Regions from separate parts of the Rattus norvegicus genome. Here region 2 is linked to region 1. A link is a contact called in public Hi-C data. All regions are on one chromosome and are shown on one strand. Each heading gives the region's core, a stretch centred on a gene start, on an enhancer-like site or on the middle of the called end of the contact. The rest is flanking DNA. Distances are from core to core; before and after follow the strand shown.

Region 1 (4,170 bases), core at 546-3,045:
GCCAGGTGAGGGATAGATAACCTTCCTTTAAGTTGTCAGTTACAGGTGTCCGAACGAGTCCCTAAATCAATACAGGCTATTAAAATTACTCTTGGTTGCTTACCAGAACTTGATGTCAAGACCTATTGCTGTAGACACTATGCATTTTGGACACAGGACTTTGAGGAATCCATCTGTAACTGACCTAGATGTAGTCTCTCTGCAGTCTGGTTCTTATAGTCTTAGAATTATTATGTAAGCGGCCAAGAAAGAAAAGCAATCAATAGTCCCGCCTACCAGTGAGGCTTGCGAGCCACAAGAATGACTAGCATGGCAAGCAAGATGTGACCATTTCTACAATAATGGTACAAAGGCTATAGGGTAATAACCATTTTCTGATTGTGTTTCAGACCCGCTACACAAAAAGAAGCATATCTGATACTCTAAGTCTGGCCAAGAACCAAGTCTGGCTGTGTTGCTCACGGGTCACAGAAGTGAGTCTACTACTCTGGGGCAAATAAATGGACGTCAAAGCAAAGGGCCCTCTGAATTCGTTTATCTCTACTTCGTAGATCAGCACAACTCTTAGATCCCGTCAGACAAGTTTCTTGGTGCAGGGGATTGCAGTTAACGCAGAAACCCACAAATGGCCAAATCAAAGAGAATGCCCATGGAACGTTCAGCCACAAATGGGACACATAAATCATAAGCCCTCCTTAACATTCTGGGACAATCCAGAAAGGGTGGGAGTAGGGTGAGTGAAAAGATTCCAAGAACTTGAAGTCAGGCACCGGAGCAAAGCGCTGTCCTCAGGACAGGACAAGATTGCTGTACGCATGGATACTCAGCCGCTGAAACTGTCGCATAAGACCTGCAGAAGATCAAGCCAGTCCACGTGCTAGCATGGATGGGAAAACTTTCATGAGACCCCACCCTTCACCCTCGAGCTATGCACAGTTGATGCCTTCTGGGCTGGACTGTAGTTTTCCTTAAGAATTAGCTCATTGGGGTTGGGGATTTAGCTCAGTGCAAGGCCCTGGGTTCGGTCCCCAGCTCCGGAAAAAAAAAAAAAGAAAGAAAGAAAGAAAGAAAGAAAGAAAGAAAGAAAGAATTAGCTCTTTGTATGTCAAACCTACTCCGGTGGGTGGCCCTGTGGACCAGGTGTATATGGACTACTCAAATTGGAGTCTATGGGTTCTGGAAAAAAAGGAAAAGGGACACCAAGGTGAGGGTTGTGTGTAGGAAGGGTTGATGCCAGAGGGATTAGAGGGAGGTGTTGGGGGTGAATATATATGATCAATACATGTCGCATGAAATTCTCAGAATTAATGAGAAATGGAAAAAATATCAAGTAGAAAAAAAAAGAAAGAATGGAAGAAAAAGAGGAAGTCTCCTTTCTTAAACACGAAGGCCTGTGTCACCAGGTCGGTGTGTGATGGATAAGGGGTGCGGAGGGGTGAGGTGGAGGGATGAGGCATAAGGCCATCACTGTCCACAAGACAGCTGGTCTTGAGTCTCTAAACCGCGCGGAGGGCTGTTCCAGCACAGCTGGGGAAACTAGGCCGGGCCAGGCTTGTGGAAGAGTTGGGTATGTTTAGTATCTAGAGGACGTTTGTTTTTCAGAACTCCTCTCTCCATTCCGAAATCGGGCAGGCGTTAGTCATCCGCCGCTCAGCACGAACCCATAAGTGTGCTTGTGTGGCTCGGCGGGCTTCCTCCCGTTGCTCCGCCCTCGGGCTCGCACGAGCAAACCGGTCAGCGCCCACCCCCCAGGCCTGGGCTGCCCCGGGTCCTGCGCCTCCCCCGGGCGCTCTGCATCCCCAGCTGTAGAAGCTCGCCCTGCGGCACGGCGCCAGGTTCCGGGCAGAGAAGAAAGTTGTAAAGTGCTGCGAGGAGTTGGGCGGTCTGAGGAAGAGAGGCGGAAAAGGAGGACTCGGCTGAGTTTCCCTGGCGATCGTGGGGTCCGCGGGCATCTGTCCCACTGCTCATCACGCCAGCTAGACGCCAGCCTCTCTACTCCCGGGTGGGCGCTGGAGACTCGGCGGGAGGCTGCGAGGAACTTGTCCTGAGAGCTGTCGCCGCGGGCCTCATTGTCTGCAGCAACTCTCCGGAACCCGGAGTGGGAGGACTGGACTCCGTCCACTGGGATTTGCCCAGAGTTCCGGCGGCAGCTGTGGCGGCCGCGGAGACTCTCTTTGTCCTCCCAGGACTTCGCTCTCTCTCCTCGGTGGCAGCTGTTGGGTGGCTCTGAGCTTGGAGCGGGCATCCCAGCCCCGCTCAGCCTCTGACCCTGGGGTGAGTCCCCAGTGACTCCGCCTCTTTCTCGTCTTAGCTCTGAGAAGCCCAGTAGCAGACCCCGGAGCCCGAGGGGTTGTGAGACGAAGGGAGCCTCTGGTCCCGGGTCACAGGATGGTGGCAGGTCGGTCCCGGGCGCGGAGCCCTGGGAGCTGGCTGTTCCCTGGCCTGTGGCTGTTGACTGTGGGCGGTCCGGGGTCGTTGCTGCAAGCCCAGGAACAGCCCTCTTGCAAAAAAGCCTTCGATTTGTACTTCGTCCTGGACAAGTGAGTGAAGGACTGTGGGGTCAGGGTCTCCTGGGAGGGAGGACAAGCTGGGTCCGCTAGGACTGAAGTTGAGGTGTGTTTGCGTTCCAGGGAAGGCAATGGGCACTCTCCTTAGTGTGCATGTGGTTGGTTCATCTCAAAAGCAAGCTCGTTAGCTGTAGAGAAATAGTCCAGGGGTACTTGGTTCTCCAGAGGAGGGGCATGCTCTGCTTTCTGCCCTGGAGTCTCTTGGGAAATGGGAGTGTGGCCACCTGCAGCTTGTTTCATCCCAGGGAACTTTTGTGACTCTTTGGCATCTTTATCACACTCCCCTAGACCCCTATAGACATTCTAAAGCTTGCCAATTTTATCCGGCTAACAGAGCTTTCATGGGAGCCAGGAAAAAAAAAGCCTTAACAAACCCAATGTGGTTTGCATTTCCTGAGAAATGAGGTCTTGTGTTTTTATTTTGAAAAGCCAGGTCTCACTCGAATCAGTTGCCCCCAAAGAAGTGTGGTCTTCCTGGTTTCCTTGATTCATCCCAGACACTAAAGTTTCAGCTCTGGATGTGAACAACCCGAACATGCACTTCACTTTGAAGAGGGGAGCGAGGCCCCCAGTCCACTTCTGTCCCCATCATGTGCCTTGTAGAACTGAAGAAATGTTTGCCATTAAGGCCCACCCACGTTTTGTCTTTCTGATCAATTTATCTTCCTCTTTCAGGTCTGGGAGTGTAGCAAATAACTGGATTGAAATTTACAATTTTGTCCACCAACTGACAGAGAGATTTGTGAGGTATGTCTCCCCATTGTACCCTTCTTGGCATTGGAGGGGAAACCGAACAAACAGCCAGGTTTCCCTGTGCTGAAACCCTTTGCAAGGAAAACCTTCCCCAAAATCAAAATGCTGAGTTTTACAGGTCCCAAGGTGGCTCTCTCACGCATGGTGTTCTGTCGAGCCTTTCAGCTTAACTTTTGCATGTTCAGTTTATCTGGCTCCTAGAAACTTGGCACAAGGTGTGAGGAGACATCTTCAACTCTTAATGTCTTTTCCTCTTTGACCATTCATCTGTTTTGAGTTTGGGTTATGCTTTCTCATAATTTACCACATTAAAAAATACATTTTTATGCAAATAGTATCCATACCATATTTTTCAATTCCACACGCTTAGCTCTGTAAACGTCCACATTTAAAAGGAGAAAGTGTTGGGAAACTTTAAATGAATGCATGCTAATAACCCACAAGCCGAAAAGCACTTGTGTGTGTGTGTGTGTGTGTGTGCATGTTTAAAGAAATGAGTTGTGTTCACACAATGCATGGGTGCATGGCTGGGTTAAAACCCAACCCCACTATATATGCAGGAGGCTTCACTAGCAAACACTGACTGGCAAACACTGCTTTTCCTGGCCTATAAAAAGAGTAGCTGCTGGTAAATCCAGCTTACTCTTTTATTTAGAAGTAACTAGGAATTAGTGGCAGTCCCTATTTAAAAATAACCCTTGGATATCATGTTCTTTGTGGTTCCCCTCTTCTTGTTTTTCTCTCTCTCTCTCTCTCTCTCTTTCTTTCTTTCTTTCTTTCTTTCCTTCCTTCCTTTCTTTCCTTCCTTTCCCTTTCTTTCTTTCTTTCTTTCTTTCTTTCTTTCTTTCTT
Region 2 (4,144 bases), core at 27-2,526, 920 kb after region 1:
TGATCAGAATATATTGTATGAAAAACATTCAGTTTTATAAAGTATCATTGGATTCTATAAAAGAAAGAATCTGAGTTAGACAATTAAAACTAAAACCAAATGACTGGTAATATCCAGAATGAGTCTCTTTCCCCACTGATAGACTGTCCAACAATAAAATATTTATGATATATATATATATATATATATTTAAGTTTTCATGGTCTTCCCCTCTCACTCAGTAGTGACTCTGGTTTTGAAGACGTGACTAAATTTCTTACCTGTGTCAAACGTATTTTAAAGACAAGCTTCAAGTTTAACCTTGCCATTATAAAATAATTCCTCAGTCCATACAACTGTATTAGTGTATATGGGTAGATATTTATATGAATTTACTATGAGATGTGTCTTGTTCTAATACGACCTTTTAATAAATATAATATATAAAACTCCCAATGTACTCATTGTCAACCCCCCCACACACACAACACACACACACACATACACACACAACACACACACAACACAACACACAACACACACACAACACACACACAACACACACACAATACACACAACACACACATACACACACAACACACACAACACAGACACACACACAACACACACAACACACACAACACAGACACACACACAACACACACAACACACACACAACACACACACAACACACACACAACACACACAACACACACACAACACACACAACACACACACATACACACACCAGGGTCCTTTCTGTGTGCATTTCATCAACAACACATCATCCCGCTGTAAGTTAGCTTGAATTAGTTACCTTTCTGTTACTCTCATCCTGTTATTCAAGATATAGTAAATATTACTTCTGATGAAAAACAGAAAAAAAGAATCACTTGGATTCAGTTGTACTTTACATTTTTCACCTGCAGCTAAGGGGAGAGGGGCGGGCCTGTTTGGTGATAGGGAAGGGACGTCTGGGAGGGCGGGACTAGGGCCAGGCCGGGTAGAAGGGCGGGACCAGCTGGGAGGGCGGGGCTAGAGGGGGCGGGACTCGAGGGGCGGGACTCGAGGGGCGGAGCCAGAGATTGACTGGCAGGCAAAGGAGGAACTAGAAGCTCTCCAACCGGGTAAAGGGCGGGGCGGTAGGCGGGTCCTGCTGGTTAAGGCAGAAGGAAGGGCGGGCCGACAAGGCGAGGGGCGGGGAGAGGCGGGGCCTCAGGGCGCGCTGACGTCAGAGCAGGCTGCGACGCCGGCGGCGGGCCAGAGCTGAAGCGGCGGAGGTGTGTAGCGGAGCCGGGCCTGGGCAGACGGGGGCCGAAGCACCAGGCTCTGCGTCGGCGGCTCCGGGGCGGGGGCGCCAGCGGCGAAGCCCCCTCCCCGGGGAGGCGGGGCCAGGCCGACGCCTGGGAATCATGCATCAGAAGCTGCTGAAGAGTGCGCACTACATCGAGCTGGGCAGCTACCAGTACTGGCCGGTCCTGGTGCCCCGAGGCATCCGCCTCTACACCTATGAACAGATCCCGGTGTCCCTCAAAGACAACCCCTACATCACCGACGGCTACAGGGCCTACCTACCCTCCAGGCTGTGTATCAAAAGGTACAGTGGCTGCTCCCCACGGCGCATCCTCTACTCTCAGTCTTTTTGTCTGCTCTCCCCGTCTTTCTCCGCTATTCTCTGTGTGCATCAATTCCTCACCTCTGGGCCCTTTATCTTTCAGCTGCTCTATCTCCCCTCCGCGGGTCCTTGATCCACGAACTAACAATGATACTAATAGTGGTCATCGTTGCCTCCTCCATTGGCCTTTTGCTGTTTACAACGCGCTTTTGCATCCTTTTTTTCCATTTGGTAATCACTGGGGATATGGGTTGGACTCTTCCCCACTGACAATAGCCGAACCTTATTTGCTTCGTATACCTGAGCTTTGTTTCTAGGGCAGCACAGTGGGGATTCAGAAGTGTTGGCCAGCTGAATGTCCGTGTAATAGCAGACAAGTCCACATTGCTGCGCATATGTATGTGGGAAGCCCTGATTCATTCAGTAGTCTAGCAAATGCACACTGAGCCTCTGCTAAATGGTAGGCACCATACCAGTTGCAGAAGGCAGGCATGGTCCTTGTTCCCATGAAGCTGCTAAGGTCTCACCTGAGTGGCAGACACTAAAGGGATAATTACACTATTACATAATAGTAATTGTGGAAAATGCTGTGTAGGAAAAACCCTATAGCAAGGAAAGCTGAAAGAGGACAGCCGGTCCAACAGAACACCTTAGAAGCCTCTGTACAAAATGGGTTTGTTGATTTAGAGCTTTAAAATGAATCCCAAAAGCCTGTTTAAAAAAAAATCAGAAAGAAAAGAAAATTTTTAAAAAGGGCTTTAGCTTTTAGAGTGGTCTCCTGTCAGGACTCACTGTATGTACTGAAGTAATCACTCTAACAGAAGTTCAGTACAGCATTCCAGGTCACTGGAGTGGCAGACTTTGCTTTCCCCAATGTGGGTTGTCGAATTGCTCAACCAGCAACCACGTGCGTGTTTATTGATCTTTCCAGCATGGTCTTTCCCCCATCCTGTTTCTTTTTGTACTGCCTTGAAAGTATTTTTGTGGCATGACTTGAATGCATGACCAAGTGGTGCCACCATTTGAGTTTTAATTCCTGCTTCATTTCCCCAGTGCCTCCTGTACATAATTAAGAAATCAGAGCTAGGCCCTGCCGTGGAGATGGAGGAGGCAGGCCAGATATAGGCTCCTTTAAATATTGTATACCCACCCGCAGTGGCCCTCTGCATTTGGATGTTGAGTCCAAACCTGAAGGAGTCGAAACCAGGCCATATAAAACATTAGATCTCGAGTTGTTGAGTCAGATACAAGTTAACAAGCCTGCCTCTTAACTGCTTCAGAAATTTGAGCAAGGGTTAACCTGTTGATTTTGAAGATAAGCAAAATTCGTGAGTGCCTAGCTCGTCTGACAATTGTACTCTATCTTTGGTGGGGTGGAGGGGATACTCTTCCTACAATATTGATCTTATCCTAGTTGGGCCTTTACCCTCTCTAATTCTGACCTTCAAGAGTCTCCCAGACAGATTTTACATGTGAAGAGAGACTGTCTGTCCATTCTATCTGCGTTCTGTTCCTGGGAAGGAACATGGATAGAGCATGTTTAGTTAATCAGGTTATACTGGGTTTCATGAAATGAGAAGTTCTGAGGCAACAGGCAGAAGGTCGTGTTGGTTGCCAAAACAGTCCTGTAATTAGATGCTTCTAGAGCATTCTTTTAGTTCCTCCCCCAATTACAGATAGTCTTTATATTGATGGCAGGCAAGATAAAGTCTGTGTTTGCAGATACACAGTATTCTTTATTCTTGGTCATTGGGAATTTGTCGTGTTTCGCCCTCATAAGGATAAGGCTGTGAGAACCACAGGGACTGCTGCAGACACCTAGTTGTACATTTGTGCTCTTCACAGCTTTTCAGATTCAGAGCCTGTGGCCGGGGTGTGGGTGAGGGGATTGTTCAGTGCTTAAGAGCTTTGGCTGCCCTCCCAGAGGACTTGCCTTTGATTCCTAGCACCCACCTAGCAGCTCACAACTGTCTGTAACTCCAGCTCCGGGGGACTTGATGCCTTCTAGCCTCTGCAGGTACCAGGCGTGCATGTGATACACAGATAGACGTAGAGGTAAAACACCCACAGACAGGAAATAAGGATAATTAAACCTTATCAAGACCCCCCCAATTGATTTGTTGTTGGTTTAACAAAAGATTTGGTTCTGCTAGGGACATGAAAAAGCATTTAAATCTTCAGTCATGAGTAAAAACGACGAACCATTTCCCAGAATTGCGAAAGAGTTGGAAGCCAGCAGGAGCACTAACGCCACACCTTTTCTCCATGGCTGAAGAAACCGATTCCTGCTCTGGATGGTAGAGTCTATGCCAGCCTGTGCTGCCAAGGCGCTTTAAGAGGACAAATAGTACCCACGCACAGAGTAATCTCCAGTGCTCCTAAAAGGGGTAAACCCATGCCTCTTGAAGCTGAAACTGGTTTCAGAACCTGCATAGCACAATTGCTCTGGCATTGCCTGCCTGTCCCGGGACCTCTCCAGCAGGTTCGTGTGTGTGTGTGTGTGTGTGTGTGTGTGTGTGTGTGTGTGTGTTGCTTCTCTTGGACGCACTG

The links. A called contact is a pair of places that touch in the nucleus more often than the background predicts.
Region 2: a contact with region 1 is called in a Hi-C map of kidney, with 4 times the contacts expected there. The contact joins the promoter of Paqr3 here to the promoter of Antxr2 in region 1. A contact is called at or near these places in 2 of 12 Hi-C or Micro-C datasets (kidney and liver).

Annotation. Positions count from the first base shown.
Region 1 is chr14:11,843,979-11,848,148 of GRCr8, forward strand. It overlaps Antxr2 (ANTXR cell adhesion molecule 2), which reads left to right and starts at 1,796. Exons shown (of 17, transcript NM_001398916.1): 1 at 1,796-2,540; 2 at 3,243-3,314. The coding sequence starts at 2,389.
Region 2 is chr14:12,765,329-12,769,472 of GRCr8, forward strand. Paqr3 (progestin and adipoQ receptor family member 3) reads left to right here and starts at 1,277. Exons shown (of 7, transcript NM_001012033.1): 1 at 1,277-1,576. The coding sequence starts at 1,392.